Regions from separate parts of the Mus musculus genome. Here region 1 is linked to region 2. The links are chromatin contacts, called in public Hi-C maps. All regions are on one chromosome and are shown on one strand. Each heading gives the region's core, a stretch centred on a gene start, on an enhancer-like site or on the middle of the called end of the contact. The rest is flanking DNA. Distances are from core to core; before and after follow the strand shown. Region 1 overlaps Sgip1 (SH3-domain GRB2-like (endophilin) interacting protein 1). Region 2 overlaps Pde4b (phosphodiesterase 4B, cAMP specific).

Evidence for each region. A called contact is a pair of places that touch in the nucleus more often than the background predicts.
Region 1: a Hi-C map of cortical neurons shows a contact between it and region 2, with 2.6 times the contacts expected there. The contact joins two enhancer-like sites. A contact is called at or near these places in 2 of 484 Hi-C or Micro-C datasets (cortical neurons and nephron progenitors).

The regions. Positions count from the first base shown.
Region 1 is chr4:102,854,970-102,857,669 of GRCm38.p6, reverse strand. All of the region lies in intron 2 of Sgip1 (SH3-domain GRB2-like (endophilin) interacting protein 1), which reads right to left. Among named protein-coding and RNA genes, the nearest start is that of Sgip1, 96 kb to the right of the region's middle. Within about 2 kb of position 1,434, at least 57 of the 459 cell types and tissues checked have an H3K27ac peak or open chromatin away from gene starts, as enhancers often do. A contact at or near this core is called in cortical neurons, where this site is marked.
Region 2 is chr4:102,510,419-102,513,118 of GRCm38.p6, reverse strand. All of the region lies in intron 5 of Pde4b (phosphodiesterase 4B, cAMP specific), which reads right to left. The region is part of intron 2 of Gm52668 (a long non-coding RNA gene); the gene reads left to right. Among named protein-coding and RNA genes, the nearest start is that of Gm52668, 3.7 kb to the left of the region's middle. Within about 2 kb of position 1,293, at least 242 of the 459 cell types and tissues checked have an H3K27ac peak or open chromatin away from gene starts, as enhancers often do. A contact at or near this core is called in cortical neurons, where this site is marked.

The sequences.
Region 1 (2,700 bases), core at 185-2,684, 340 kb before region 2:
TCTGTCTTTGAGTTCTGAGCTTGCAAAAGTACTAGAGTGGCTTGATTTCCCATGTGGTTTCTGTTTTCTTGATTTTTCTTTTTTGTACATTTATTGGGATCTTTATGAACTCCAGGTTTTAATTTGTCCTTTCTTTTCACTTTTTTGTTTAATGTAATTTATGGGAGTCTTCTGGTCAAATGGTTTCTGCTTGGATTTCTCCCTCATTACAATTTTTTGGGTGAAGCAAACTATATATTCAAACATGGCGATTTATGGCAATCTTGGTATACATACAGAATAAAAACAAAACAAACAAAACCAACCAACCAACCAAAAACTTATGTTCCCAGTAAGGTTCGGAGACAGGGACACCAGGGTACTTTAAGAAAAAAAAATGCAGTTTACAGTGTTTTAGAGCTGCTAGAGTTAATAGTTAGGTAAAAGGAGCTGGTGGTGACGATGCACGTCTTTAATGCCAGCACTTGGGAGGCAGAGGCAGGTGGATCTCTGTGAGTTTGAGGCCAGCCTGGTCTACAGAGTGAGTTCCAAGACAACCAAGGCTACACAGAAAGACCCTGTCTTGAAAAACAAGCAACCCTCTCCCCCCACCAAAAAAAAAAAAAAGAGAAAGAGGAGGAAGAGGAAAAAGAGAAGAAGAGAAGGAGGAGGAAGAGAGAAAAGAGAGGAGGAGGAGGAGGGAAGATCTTCAGGGAGCGATGTGAGCTATGGGAGAGCCCCAGTATGTGAGTTAGAAGTGTGAGGACTAATAGAGAAAATACAAAGGAAGAGACTCAGGAAAAGAGATGGAAAAGCCTGTTCAGGCAAGATTCAGACCAAAAGGAACTATATAAGAGAGATGAAAAGGTGTGAATTAAAATAACAAAGAAAATTAAAATGAAATGGGAAGTATACCACTAGCTTGTACTTTTCTTAGGTGGGATAACATGGCTGCCCCCATTCCTTTGTTAGTTTTTTTCTTGTAGCTGTCCCTACAGATGGGGAGTGAGGTCCTGTTCTCAGTGATCCAGACAAGTTGGACTTAGATGTCCCCCCTTGTGAGTGAGTGAGCGTCTGTGCTGGGGACAGCTTTCTGTTAGAATGTCCTAATGGGGGACGATGGGGGCTGCAAGCCATCTAATCCCATCTCTTCCCGGTGTGCTTGGAAAGCCTGCTTTCCATTCAGGCATTAGTGTTGAGGGGGCGCTGGCAGGCTTGTGTTTACCTCTGTGGCTGGACATTCTTTTCCTTTGTGATTCCTGGCCCCTTCCCTGATGAGTGACCCACAAAGTCTGAAAATGCATTCACGGGCTGGGCAGGACCGGGCCTGGGTCAGCACAGTTCTTGTGTTCCCATGCTGCTGTTCATCTATGGTCTTCCACACATTCTCCGGGACAGCCACATGCCGTGCTTGCAGAAGACTGCAGCTTTAGGCTCCCGCTGGTGACTCAAAGCAGCTCTCTGTGTGTGGGTGCTAGCTGATGGCTGCTTCAGGCTGCTTCCAGTCGGAGGATTCTGTGGATCTCGTTGGCTTTTGCTTCTTTCTATATACTGCCTTTCTTTCCTTTTGTGCACACTCTCCAGCTGCCCTACCATCCCCTCTGTGAGTTTCTGACGTTTCTCTATTCTTTCTCTTTCAGAATTAGACAGACGGGTTCTTCACCAGGACACACAGAGGCAGCTTTTAATTCGCCATTTTCTACACAATGCCAAATTTATACTGCATTCCATAAGAGAACCAATCAAGCCTTAGACCTGTATTTCATTTTAATAAGTTTTCTTCTTTTCTTAATGAGATACTTTATATTGGATAAATTCTATTTTAAACCTCGTTATTCATCATCTTTGTGTGGCCTCTAATTTTAAATGTTGGTTTCCTGGAACGGTTGCCATTTCTCTTTAATGGTCTGTCTGGGTTACAGATCTTTCCCGTCTTTTCTAGAGCAGGGTTCTGTTCTCAGCCTTGCTTACATCAAGGCCTTCTGCAACTTGCTAACCCCGGCTGGCACTGATGTCTCATCTCTAGAAGTGAGGTATTGTTACTGACCTTATTGAATTATGTGAAAATGAAGGATAACAGGGCAGTCACATATTCTGCCACTTAGCAAGGCTCTCCCTCCCTTCCTCTCTCTATCAGCCTCTCTAATGATGATCAAATCAGGAAGCTCTGGTTTTTGCCCCACTCTCTCTGAGGAGGTTCAATCAGTTGAAGTTGATGCTGGCTGCTACCCTAGCGTTGCCTAGCAACCCTAAGCAGGTTGCAACAATTCTGAAAAAGGCCCGGCACCAACAAGGTCTCACTGATTGCAGGCTAATATAAGGATTATCTAAAGCTGGAGGGACAGCACACTGCCCGAGCGTTCTATGAACCCTTTTGTGTGGATGGTTCCTTCTCCAAGTATGATCCATGATTCAATTTGAGAACAGGGGTTCATGAAAACAAAAGCTTTCCCAAGACAGCCTGTCCTTTAGCCATCGCTGTTGGGGGGAGCCAGGTTATTAATTTGCTCTCCTGTAAGTAATTCTGTACTCAAGAGAAGTTAAGTAAAGACACTTGAGACTCTATAAAGTAATGCCTCATTAGAAGACCTCAGAGAGACGGGACATCTGAGGCAAAGGTGTGAGGAATAACTTACTTTAATAGACTTGGCAATGGGAAAGAAAGGCTTTGGCCACATACAAATTAGCTGAGCTTGCCCTGGGGCTCATTTAGCCCCCCTC
Region 2 (2,700 bases), core at 44-2,543:
GCCTGAACAAAGCAAAGGAAGCAGCCGAGCTCCTCCGATGTTTCGGACTCAAGCTTGGGCAATCATTCACTGCTATTTGCTCATTCCATTAGTGTTTACTGGGCATCAGTTAGGTTTTACATTCTTAGTTGGAAGCCCAAAACTAGAGGATTTGTCTATGCATTTGAGATACTCATGCTTCGGTTAGGGAAGAAAACAAGATATTTCAAGTACTATTTTTGAGATTTTGAGACACTGATTAAAAGTTTCTGAGATAATAATTGAATAGGACATTATAGGGACATAATCTGAAGATGTCAGATAAGTAGTCTCAAATGATAAAAATGTACATTCCAGATGGAAATGGATAAATCATGTGGTATTTTCTAAATATATACTATATACCAGGCCTTTTATTGAAAATACATGTTTATTTTAATCGTCACTCAAGAATTGAAGAAGCAAAAAAAACATATACAGCCCTGGGAAAAGAGTCAGTGTGGAAAGATAGGAGGCAGGAGGCTGGCATATTTATCTCACACAACCATGAATTGAGCAATGTAGGGGTAAGGCAATAAGGGAGACAAGGACACATGCACTCACGCACACATGCATGCACGCACGCATGCATGCATGCACGCACGAATGCACATACACTCCCACACATGCACACTCACACACACCACCCAAAATCAAAACAAGACAATAACAAAACAATCAATAATGGGGCTTAGAAGAAGCATGCTAGATCAGAAAGAAGGTTGGGTCAGAACGTGCAAACACTGTGGACAACAAACCACGTTGGAAGATGACCATAATGTTTTGGGTACAGGAAAACAAAGTCCTTTATGCCGGGAGAGAAGAAAAGACTAGAAAGAAGTGGTTAAAGGAGCTGGCTGTCCTGGCAATGAGAGAGAAATGGATGAAGACGGTGCAGTTTTGGTTCTCCCAAGCCAGGAACTGCAGAACAAGGGAACAGAGCAGGGAGGACATGGAACCTGGGTCTCCACGTAACTCAAGAAGGGTTACCAAAAGTTTCAAGTGTCTAGCATTTCTATACACCCCAGTGATAAATAAAGGAAGGGAACCATCCATGGACTGGAGGGGCAAGGACTGTAGTAAGAAGTAAGTTTTATAGCCTGCATGGTAGATGAAGGGAGCCAGATCTGAAGAGATGATGAAGGTAGCTTTCTGGCTCTGAGCCTCAGTGGTAGAAAAGTCCAGGTGTGGAGCGAGTCCTTGGCAGACATTCCAGCTGCAGCTCAGGTAAACAGAGCCTGCAGGCATTCCCAGGAAGAGGCAGCTGTGTCCCGAAGGGCTTTTCTCCGACAGGCCTGGAAGCTGCTACGTGATCGGGCTTGAGGCGGGCAGCAGCTGGGGTTTGGGAGGACACAGGCACGTGGATAGCCTCCTGTGGGTACACTGCTGCAGATGAGACAGCCCTGAGAACCAGTTTGTCTTCCTGGCTTCCTCCTCCACCCTTCGCTACAGAGGCTCAGTGCCACAGCCCGAAACAGCTGCAGAAAGATTGATTCAGAGATGAGGGCTACAGCTTTGAGCCGTGCAGAGGCAGCAGAAAAGGCAATCTGTGTGCCTCTTTGAAGGACGCTGTTTGTTTAAGGATCCAAACGTCAAACAACTTCAGTAGCAGACAACAGTGATTTGGCTAGAACAATGTATGCCCCTGAATTAACATCAAGATGGGCTGAACAGAGCAAACTAGAGACTCCTTTTTTTCAAAGTTCAGTATCTTCCTCTATGGTCTCAATTACAGGAGATCCATTTGTGCACAAAACATTTAGGCAATAATATCTGGGTGTCTTTTGGAGTCTACTGTAACCAAAGAGAAAGAAAGGCCGGAACAAAATGCAAAGGGCAAAAAGAAACTGTTTGGAGACAGTCGGCTACAGTGTAAACTTTTCGTTCTCTCTCATAGCAAAACCTGATGGCTGTCTTTGAAAAAAAAAAAAAAAAGTGTCTGTATCTAGGTCCCTGGCAGTGATTTGCCTCTGGGAGGGCCAGCAATCTATTTAATGACTCCATTGACGTCAATGGCATAACTGAAATACTTACTAACATGCATGATTCCAGCTTTCAGGGGGAGGGGGTGGACAGTGTCTCTCAGCAGCGCGAAAACACGATGTGGAGTCTGTGAGGAACGGACTTGGCTCTTTCTGCAAATGCTAAGGGACTAGATGCTGCTGGTCCCCCAGGTCCTGATTAATATGAGGAAAAAAAACTTTTCCTGCTAAATGAAGAAATTAATTCTGAACAAGGGAACGTGGCCACTAATAAGCAAGACCTTATTTTTAGCTGTGTTTGCTCAAGGGAACAGTTTTTACCATTCTCACTTTAGCTGCCTTACTAATGATTTTGCAGTTAGCCATCCTTAAATTTAGACATATATGAAATCATTGCAAATCATTGCAGGCAGTTCAGCGTCCATGTTCTGGGGTAAATGTTTATAGGATGGCTATTTTAGACAAAACAGGCTCTTTCAAACCATTTGGGGCACTATCTTGAGAATTTCCCAGCTTTTCTGGTATAGTTCTATTTTATGACTTCTATTTGTATATAAAGGCTCTTTATATATGGGTGTAACTGAGCCGATTGTCCCAGAATTCCAGGTTACACACATCATACCGAACACTGAAGAAAATGTCTGCTATTTTTATTTTTCCCCTTTTCTTTTTTGTAATTTCCTTCGGGACCTCCTTTGTC